Linked DNA regions of Pan troglodytes: region 1 is linked to region 2. Evidence: chromatin contacts called from public HiChIP or PLAC-seq data. All regions are on one chromosome and are shown on one strand. The core of a region is the stretch at or near the end of the contact, and the rest is flanking DNA. Distances in the headings are between cores, read along the strand shown.

The links. HiChIP or PLAC-seq counts read pairs in DNA pulled down with a chosen protein or histone mark.
Region 1: a contact with region 2 is called in an H3K4me3 HiChIP or PLAC-seq map of stem cell-derived excitatory neurons, with 2.8 times the contacts expected there. The contact joins the promoter of ELMOD3 here to the promoter of MAT2A in region 2. A contact is called at or near these places in 1 of 7 Hi-C or Micro-C datasets (stem cell-derived neural progenitor cells) and 1 of 1 datasets of contacts at active chromatin or transcription factors (stem cell-derived excitatory neurons).

The regions. Positions count from the first base shown.
Region 1 is chr12:37,392,260-37,397,189 of NHGRI_mPanTro3-v2.0_pri, reverse strand. ELMOD3 (ELMO domain containing 3) reads left to right here and starts at 3,147. Exons shown (of 13, transcript XM_063789693.1): 1 at 3,147-3,234. It overlaps RETSAT (retinol saturase), which reads right to left and starts at 3,128. Exons shown (of 11, transcript XM_525801.6): 1 at 2,749-3,128; 2 at 106-288. The coding sequence starts at 2,920.
Region 2 is chr12:37,213,875-37,218,292 of NHGRI_mPanTro3-v2.0_pri, reverse strand. It overlaps MAT2A (methionine adenosyltransferase 2A), which reads left to right and starts at 2,642. Exons shown (of 9, transcript XM_001167501.8): 1 at 2,642-3,704. The coding sequence starts at 3,614.

The DNA.
Region 1 (4,930 bases), core at 1,898-4,397, 180 kb before region 2:
GGCACTTCCAAAACAACAGAAATGCTCAGTATCACCCCACAAGGGCTGCTCCAAGCCTCTTCAACATACAGCCATGCTCCCAACCCTTTTCCACACAAGTCTTACCTGTGTCAAATTCAAGGCCATTCTTTCCAAAGGTATGACAGCAGCCCCCTGCCTTGGTATGTTGTTCCAGCACCAGGACTCGCTTGCCAGCTTTAGCTAGAATTGCAGCTGCAGCCAGGCCCCCAAAGCCACTGCCAATTACCACCACATCCAGCTTCTCCGGCACTTGGTTGGCTGAAAAAGCTACAGCAGAAGGGCCAAAGGGTGGGTTTCTCAGGCAGGGGCAGGGAAATAGCAAAGATAGGGAAACCAAAGAAGACTTCTCTAGCTTGTACAGTGCAAGAAACCTCTAGAGCAGTTTGGCATAGAACTCTTGACTAACATGTTTCAAACATTTTACCTGGGAATACTCAGAACCAGCCAGGCAGATTTGGGGTTTTGCTTATTTGTTTTTTGAGACAAGGTCTCACTATGGCCCAGGATGAAGTGCAGTGATGTGATCACAGCTCACTGCAGCCTTGAACTCCTGGCCTCAAGCAATCCTCCTGCCTCTGGTTCCCGAGTAGCTGGGACTACAGGTGCATGCCACCATGCTGGGCCATTTTATTTTTATTTTTATGTATTTAATTTTTTTTAAGACGGAGTCTCACTCTGTCACCCAGGCTGGAGTGCAGTGGCGCAATCTCCGCTTACTGCAAGCTCCGCCTCCTGGGTTCAACATCATTCTCCTGCCTCAGCCTCCCGAGTAGCTGGGACTACAGGTGCCCACCACCACGCCCGGCTAATTTTTTTTTTTAATATTTTTTAGTAGAGATGGGGTTTCACCATGTTAGCCAGGATGGTCTCGATCTCCTGACCTCGTGATCCGCCTGCCTCGGCCTCCCAAAGTGCTGGGATTACAGGCATGAGCCACCGCGCCCCGCCTATTTTATGTTTTATAGAGCCAAAGTCTTGCTATGTTGCCCAGGCTGATCTTGAACTCCTGGCCTCAAGTGATCCACCCACCTCGGCCTCCCAAATTGCTGGGATTACAGGCATGAGCCAACACACCAGCCCACAAGCCGGGTTTCTTTGGAAGATGCAGGGTCTGCAAGCAATAGTGGAATAGCTGGGTCTTATGGTGGCTCTTCCAGGTCCTGATGAAAAGGCTTGGGCAGGACAGAACTGCTCAGAGGCTGCAGCTCTGAGAAATCACAGCACCAGCCCCTCCCATAGGGAAGGTCTGGGGGCAGTGCTGAGGGAGGCAGCACCTTCTCAGAAGACAAAACTGGATAGCAAGTGGTGCTATATGGGTACTTCCGACACAAGATCTGTTCTTCAACAATCACTGGCAAAGAACTGAGATCTGGGATGTTTCAAGATACAAGAGAACTTGGCAAACTGCTTATTTTTTTAATGTTTTTAGAGAGATCAATAGTAAAAAAAAATTTCACATGTAAGTATATAAGATAAATACATGAAACAAGTGTCACAATGCAATACTTAGTGGAACTATGTATAATGCACTCTGATATTTTCTATTCTACTGCATTCTAAAATACTAGTTGTGGCCGGGCGTGATGGCTCACGCCTGTAATCCCAACACTTTGGGAGGCCGAGGTGGGCGGATCGCTTGAGGCCAGGAGTTCGAGAGCCTTGACAACATGGGGAAAGCCTGTCTCTACTAAAAATACAAAAATTAGCTGGGCATGCCCACTACTCGGGAGGCAGAGGCAGGATAATCACTTGAGCCCAGGAGGCGGAAGTTGCGGTGAGCGGAGATCGCGCCACTGCACTCTAGCATGGACAATAGAGCGAGACTCTGTTTCAATAAATAAATAAATAATGCCAGTTGCAACTCACTAAATTGATTTCATAGCCCACTAATAGATCACAATCCGGTTTGAAAAGCAGTTAAGCTAGTCATCTCATTTTTAGACCAGCCCAGGTAGGTGCTAATGGTTATGCAGCAAATTAGTGACAGAGTCCAAGCTAAAACTCAGTTCTCAGAAGTCCAGATGATTAGTCCTTCCACTTAGAACAGTACTGTCTCCGATTGTGTAGCAAGATATGACACGGAGAATTCTAAAATTTACAAGTGAGAGGGACTCCGTAGATCAAACAGGTGATCCATTATTTTTTAAAGCAGCAGAACTCTTTAAACTCTAGAAGCAACCACAAAATATGTTTCAAAGATGAGAGTGGAGAGCAGGCTCTGAGCCTGAGGCGCCTTGTTGAACCTCTGCCAAAGTTTCAGAACTAGGGTTCAATCCTTACGATTTGGGACCATGCAAAGCCTGTTAAATCACCGGACGGGCAAAACGCAATTTCCTACGCATTTCTGTGCTGCTCCCCCACACCCCTGAGCTCGCATGGGAGGGTAGGTGAAAAAGTTAAGGTCCTGGAACCAAGTGGAGGAATGAGTCACGGGGATTATCAGTTCCACGAGCCACGGGGATTACAAGTGGCAGGGCGGGTGCCAACACCTTGCAAACCAAGGACAATGACCACACCCTTGGGACTACTATTCCCGGGGCCTACTAGGGCAAAGGCTATCGACAGTGTTGCACACTTGCTCCTCCACGTGCAAGGAAGCCCTCCTAGTACTTTACATATGGGGAAACTAAGGCCCACGTCTGGTAGCGGCTGCCTTGGCAAAATGAGAACCCAAATCTGTGAGAAAGCCTCGAGTGCAGCCCCGGACCCCAGGGTCCCTCCTGCTACCTTGTTTGAGAACCTTCTTCCTGGCCTCCTTGTCAGTTACCAGGGGCGCTGGGGGCCGTTTGACATCTTCGGAGAAAGGATTCGGGGAGGTGCCAGAGAATAGTCCCAAGTAAACTTTGCAGAGGACGGCCAGCAGCAGCACAGCCAGGAGCAGCACCAGCGGAAGCCACATCACGCCGGCGTCGGGTCGGGTAAATGGGACAGCTCCGACTGCGCTCAGCCTCTAGGACTGTGGCTCCGCCCGGGCTCTCCAGTCAGGAGGCGGAGGCAGCTTTGAGCACTGATTAACCAGCCAGCCAGCGAAGAGCCAACTCTCAGGTGATGATTGACCCTCCCGGCTCTCCGCACTTCTTTTGGGTTTCCATTGCCTACTGGGAAATGTAGTTCTCGGGGCCAGGGGAGCCGACACGCAAGCGGCTGTGCGCATGAGCAGATGAGGCCTAGCCGAGGCGGCGGGACCCCCAAGTTTGGAAAGCTCTGTTAACGGTGAGAACGCGTTAACACTTGCCAAGGGGAGTGGTTGGTGCCTGTGCGGAGCTAGCAGCCGGCCTGAGGAGGGAGGGAGACTGTGATCCGGTGGAAATTATCACTATGGGGCGAGACAAGGCCGAGAGTTGTAAGACTGAAAGAGAATCCCGACTGGGAGACAGGAGTCCTGAGTTCTGGTCCTAGCTCTGCCCTGGACTCGCTGCCTTGAGGTGTTAAATTGCTTTCCTCGTCTTACGCCTCCAGGCTATGCGAAAGTTCTGTCCAAAGGCTGCTCACAGCCCCTGTCTGACTGGGTGTCATGATGAATTGAGCTCCCTGTTACCTGCGCATCACAACCGGTGAGCGTCTGTCTCTGTGCCCCTCAAAGTGGCCCATAGTTTTGTCCTGGGGGCCCGCCTGGGACGGAGTCCTCTATGGCGGGTCCCTAATGACACCCCATCCGTGGGGAACCTGGGGGACGGGGAGCCGCCCATGGACAAGCACGGTGAAAGGATCAGCGAAGGGCCCATCTAATTTAAATTCCTATGCAGAGAATCTAACCTCCAGCAAGCAGTTGAAGAATCATACCCCCTCCTTGCCTAAAGAGGGTGCATAATGAATACTTGATTGGAGAAGGATCCATTTTTACAGGAAGGCCGTTTCCTTAGGTCCAACTATCAGGAATTTGCCTTTGAGTACTTCCTTGTTTAATGGAATTGTTGCTCTTTTCTTCTCTGCTACAGATAGTAACTTTCCCTACTGAAGGCCCCAGGAGTGCTCCAGCCAGGTGTGGAAAGCTGGTCACGATTCTATGCTACTTGGTTCATTTTCTACACAGCAACAGAAGAGCCCTCCTGAGATTGCTATTACCATACCCGCCTGTCACCTTGCCAAGGCTGGCCAATGTGTGTTTTGTCATAGGCTGTCATGGAGGCCATGATGGAGGAAAAGGAAAGGGGAGGCAGATGTTGAGGCCCCAGAGGCCACAGTGAGAGCAGTTTAGTTCCTGGGGTGCCAGGACTAAGGGGGCATTGCCCTGTCCCCAGGATTACAGTGAGCCACATGTCAAGCCCAAGAGCCAGGAGGTATTCTTCCACTCAGTGTTAAGAATCAAAGCATCCTGACACCAGCAGCCAGTTTTTATGGAATCCTGATCATTATTACCACAGTGGAGGGCTGACCTCATAGAGAGGCTACCCTCCTTCCTTAGTCACCCAAAGTTGTGAACTATGATTGTCAGTTGTGTGTGGGCCATCTGCCCACTTAGGATGCAATTTTTGATGTGACAGACATTCCGGATGTCCAATTCCCCTGTGATGAGGTATGAGCCTTGTCCAGCCCTTTTCCTGAGGGAAGCAATGTCAGATGAAAGACTTAGAATTGCCCAAACTGGCTAGCCAGCTGCCACATGCACAGTATTGCTGATAACTGAGAAAGGTTAGAACATCGTGTTGCATTTTGAATTTCTACCATTGTTGGAACCAGGTCTAGTATTATAAGCCCCTGACCCAACCTGTGTGTGAGGCCTAAACAAAGCCTGAGCACTTCAGCTAAGACCACCCACCAAGGTGACACCTTTAGCCTCACGCCTTTGATAAGCTGGCCCAGGTCCCAGTAACTCCATTGTCGGAAACAGACCCCATCCCTTCTAGTGGTGCTGCTGCCTTTTGGACACAGAATCCAGCTCACAGTCCCCTGTGTGGTCCCCTTTTTG
Region 2 (4,418 bases), core at 1,393-3,892:
TTTTATCCAATCCCAACTTTGCCTTTTTTGTAGGGTTACTGCTACATTAATGTTCTCTGGCTTGAGAAATCTGAAGACTTTAGGCAGTGATTAGATTTTTCCTACGTGCTTTACAACACTTCACATTCAACAAATTCATTAACGATAAACAGGAAATAAACCAACAATTTCTCCTGGTTTAGTTCACCCTTAGGACACTCATCTATGAAACCAGAAATCTTATTCCTGTCAGAACAGGATGGCCATGTGCTTCCCTGTTAACAAAGAAGTCTTAATTTTATTAATTACAATGCTTACGACTAAAACAAAGCAGGACCTCTTTCCATTGATTTCACATGATCGCCAGAGTCTCTCATGTCTCTGCTTCCTTCTGCCATCTTTTTTTTTGAGACGGACTTTTGCTCCGTCGCCCAGGCTGGAGTGCAGTAGTGCGGTCTCAGCTCACTGCAAGCTCCACCTCCCGGGTTCACGTCATTCTCCTGCCTCAGCCTCCCACGTAGCTGGGACTACAGGCGCCCGCCACCACGCCCAGCTAATTTTTTGTATTTTTAGTAGAGATGGGATTTCACCGTGTTAGCCAGGATGGTCTGGATCTCCTGACCTCGTGATCCGCCCCGCCTCTGCCTCCCAAAGTGCTGGGATTACAGGCGTGAGCCACCGTGCCCCGCCCCCTTCTGCCATCTTTATATTCGTTCACTTTTCGTTTCCTTCTCTTCCTTTCTTGTCTCTCCCTCTTGAACATTTCTAAGCACCTTGTGTGTGCCAGGCATTCAGTAACAAAGCTTGAGCAAAACAGCCCACCTTCTCATTATCACTGAGCTTACAAGCCTAACTGGGAAGTGGAGACATTCATCAAATAATCACCAAATCTATAATTTGAAACTGCACTTAGTGCCATGAAATAAAACACAGGCCCCTGTGACAAATCTGTGTAGATGAAGGCTTCATCCAGGAAGTGGTAGCTGAGCTGGAGTGAGAAGGATAAGGAGTTAGCCAGGCATCTCCCCACATTTAGAGCGCCGAGTGGGCAGAGACCAGGATTGTTATAGCATTTGCTCCTGGGTCTGACTCACAGATGTGCTCATAAATATTTGTGGAAGGGAGGAAGGGACAATACGAATAATATAAAATAAATGAAAATGTGTCCTCCTTTGTTTTGATACTATGAAATTAATAAAATTAACTGCTACTAAAAAACAAGTTCAAGTAGAACACAGAAAGGAGAGTGTGGCACAAGATAAGGTTGCAGAAGTAGCAGCCAAATCACACTGGGGCCTTGAGTATGTAGAGATTTTAGTCCGTATCCCGACAGCAATTGAAAGCCACTGAAAAGTAATTCACAGGAAATATAGTTAACTTTTTTACAGCTTACATTAAAACAAATTATGTACTAGATACTGTGCTAAAGACTCTACTTGCACTATTTCAATCCTTGAAACAATCCTATGATGTACTATTAATATTCCAATTTTACAGAACGAGGATACTGATGCATAGAGAGGTCGTGACTCCAAACCCCTACTCTTACTGTATTACACCTACACACTATTCACAAGTGAGAGAAGTAGGTAAGCAACTATGTACAGCTAAATCTCATCTCCTTGGCAGGCCTAGCCCCACTGTGGAGTTGGTAGCACAGGGGTATCAGGATTTAATGAGCCAATCATTGACTTTACGCTCCTTGTTCTGACTCTCTAATAAAATAACCTTCCAGTTATATTCTGGCTTCCCATATAGATTTTTCTGCTGGGAGATAATGCACTGACCAGCCTACACACGCATTTTGTTCCAGTTGACAATTTTATTACACATTGTAAGTTAATAAATTGGCATTCTGCTTTAAAAAATAACAAAAAATTTTAATAGTCTTATACAGTTACTTTCCCATGAAGGGTTAGCTTGAAAAGTAAAAAGCAACGAATAAAAATATCATCACCTATTGTCTCTTTTGTGGTCGAACCTTTTCTTGCTGCCTGCTTTGAGCGACCGTGGATGTGGTCACTGAGTCTGGGGAGGAGCCCTTTATCTTCTTTGTCGATGCCCCCAGCACAGCCCAAGTGCTTCCTTTGTTTCCCACTGAGCCTTTAGCAAATCCCACCTTTCCTCCTGCACCGGCGGAGAGGATTGTTCTTGGGAATGCACCTTGTTCTACTGCCTCCAGCAGTAGACAGCTGGAGACTGTTACTAGGGGTCTCTCCTTCACCTCCCCAGCGTAAAGTACATCCCATGCTAGGAGCAGGCCGTTCCCTGAGAACCTCATTAAACCCGGCGTTCTTGTCACGCGCCCCGCTCAGGGCCACCAGGCCACCAGCCCGACCAGACCTGCACCGAGGCCCAGCCCCAGAACAAGCTGCAGAGACCCCCGCCCCCAAGGCGGGCTCCCTCCAAACGGGACTCCATACTCCTTGCTGGTTCAAGTTTTGTTTCGCTCTTTTTCCCTGTAATTCCTTTATTGGGCAAAACTGGGACAAACGCAGGTGGACATTTTAAAGTGAAAGCTTCATGAAACAGCCCATTCCACGCCGTCAAGAGATCTGCTTAAGCACATTCAAGGGAACGAATAGCCCCCACCCACCAAAAAAGAAATGTTCGTTCCATATTCTCCTGACCAGAGGATTGAAACATCGATTCCCCTCCCCCCCCTTTCAAAGGAACAGGAAGGCCACGGGGCAAGGACGGACTTGGGAGCGGCCTCCTTTCTCTCTGGAGGGAAAGGCTGGAGCGCTGCCTCCACTTTAAGTCCACGAACCACGAAGGGTGAGGATCCCTCAGAAACTTTAGCGCAGGGAAGCGGGCAGGAGAGCGATTGTTTAAATCGATGGCAGCACCCTCATTAATCTGCTTTCCGGCCATCTTCAGCAGAGCCATTCACCAGGAAACGACTAGAAGGTGGGCCTGCGCCCCTCAGATATCCCGGGGCCGGCAACAAGCCGGGCAGGGAGGCCGAAGGAAGGCCGTGAGGAGCCCTCGCTGGCCGGCCAAGATGGCCACCTTCACATGGCCGACCGCCACCGGCTCCCTGCCACCCGGCATCTAGAGGCGGGACGGCCAGAAAGACCCCAGCCGCAGCACAAAACCTCCGCGATTCCCGCCGCCTCCGCTGGGGGACGCGACCTCCGGGAAAGCTATCCCGGCCAACGGTCGGAAGGGAGGTGCCATGTCACCGCACAGGGGAGCGGGTCCAGCAAGCCCCAGTCGCTTTTTCTCCCACATGAAACAAGGAAGAGCAAACCCCCCCGTCTCCTCGCGTCTGCATTTTTCCCCTAGCTCTAGCGGCTCAAGATAGCTGAACGGTCTCTGGAGGGCTGGATTGCCACGGCACCTCCCGCGGCCGCGCAGTGTGGTTCAGCCCGGACTCCGCGGAGCGAGCTGCCCTTCCTCCTCCGACCCCCGCGCAAGTGCTGCATTGGCGCGCGGCGCCGAGGGGCGGGGCCCGAGCCGGGCGCGCGCGGGCGCTGCTCTATAAATACCGGGCCGCACCGCCCGCCGCTTCGTTCGCTCCGCGCCGCCCGCCTGCTACGAGTAGGACGCTGTCCGCAGCTTGCGCATTTCGCAGCCGCTGCCGCCTCGCCGCTGCTCCTTCGTAAGGCCACTTCCGCACACCGACACCAACATGAACGGACAGCTCAACGGCTTCCACGAGGCGTTCATCGAGGAGGGCACGTTCCTTTTCACCTCAGAGTCGGTCGGGGAAGGCCACCCAGGTGAGGGGACGGCCTGAAGCGAAGCGTGGGGCGGGGCAGAAGGCAGCGCCAAGGTCCGGCTGGTTGCGGCCGGCCGGTGGTGGGGCCCGCGCGGGTCGTCCTCGTCCGCCGGGTGATGGGAAGAGCGGCGACCGCGCGCTTTCCTCGTGGCGCCGCCAGGGCCTGGCGCGTGGCCGCCGCTCCTCTTCCCCCTCCCCTCTCCACCCTTCCCTTCCCCCCCTCCCTTTCCATTCGGTCGCGCGCCTAGGCATGCGGAAGGTTCCAGAAAACGTGAAGGGCGGGGGCTGTGGTCGCTAGTGAGTTCTGGCCGGGAAGGGAGGGCACTGTTAACCCCTCCCGGCCCTGCCGTCTGACAAACCTGGAGTGGGCGACCCGCCCCGCGTGCTCGCGTCCGGCCCTCGGGAGCGCGCGCCCCGCATTGCAGCGGCGACCACGTGTTTGCCGCATGTGGTGTCTGGGCGAGGGGGAGCCGTGGGCCTCCCCGGCTGTCCTGGCCCTCAGTTTGAGGGGTGGGGGGCCTATGCCTTGGGACGTCGTCTGGCTCCACTGCCTCAGTGGTTAGGTCTTGACTACACACTGGAGAATACGCACATGCCCTTCGGCGGATATGGCCTTGCCTCCAAGGTGACGGCCTCTGACTAAATATAGCGCATGTCCAAGAAGGCAGTCCTTATTTGGACCCCTTGTGAAAAGGATGGGAAGCATGAATTAGGA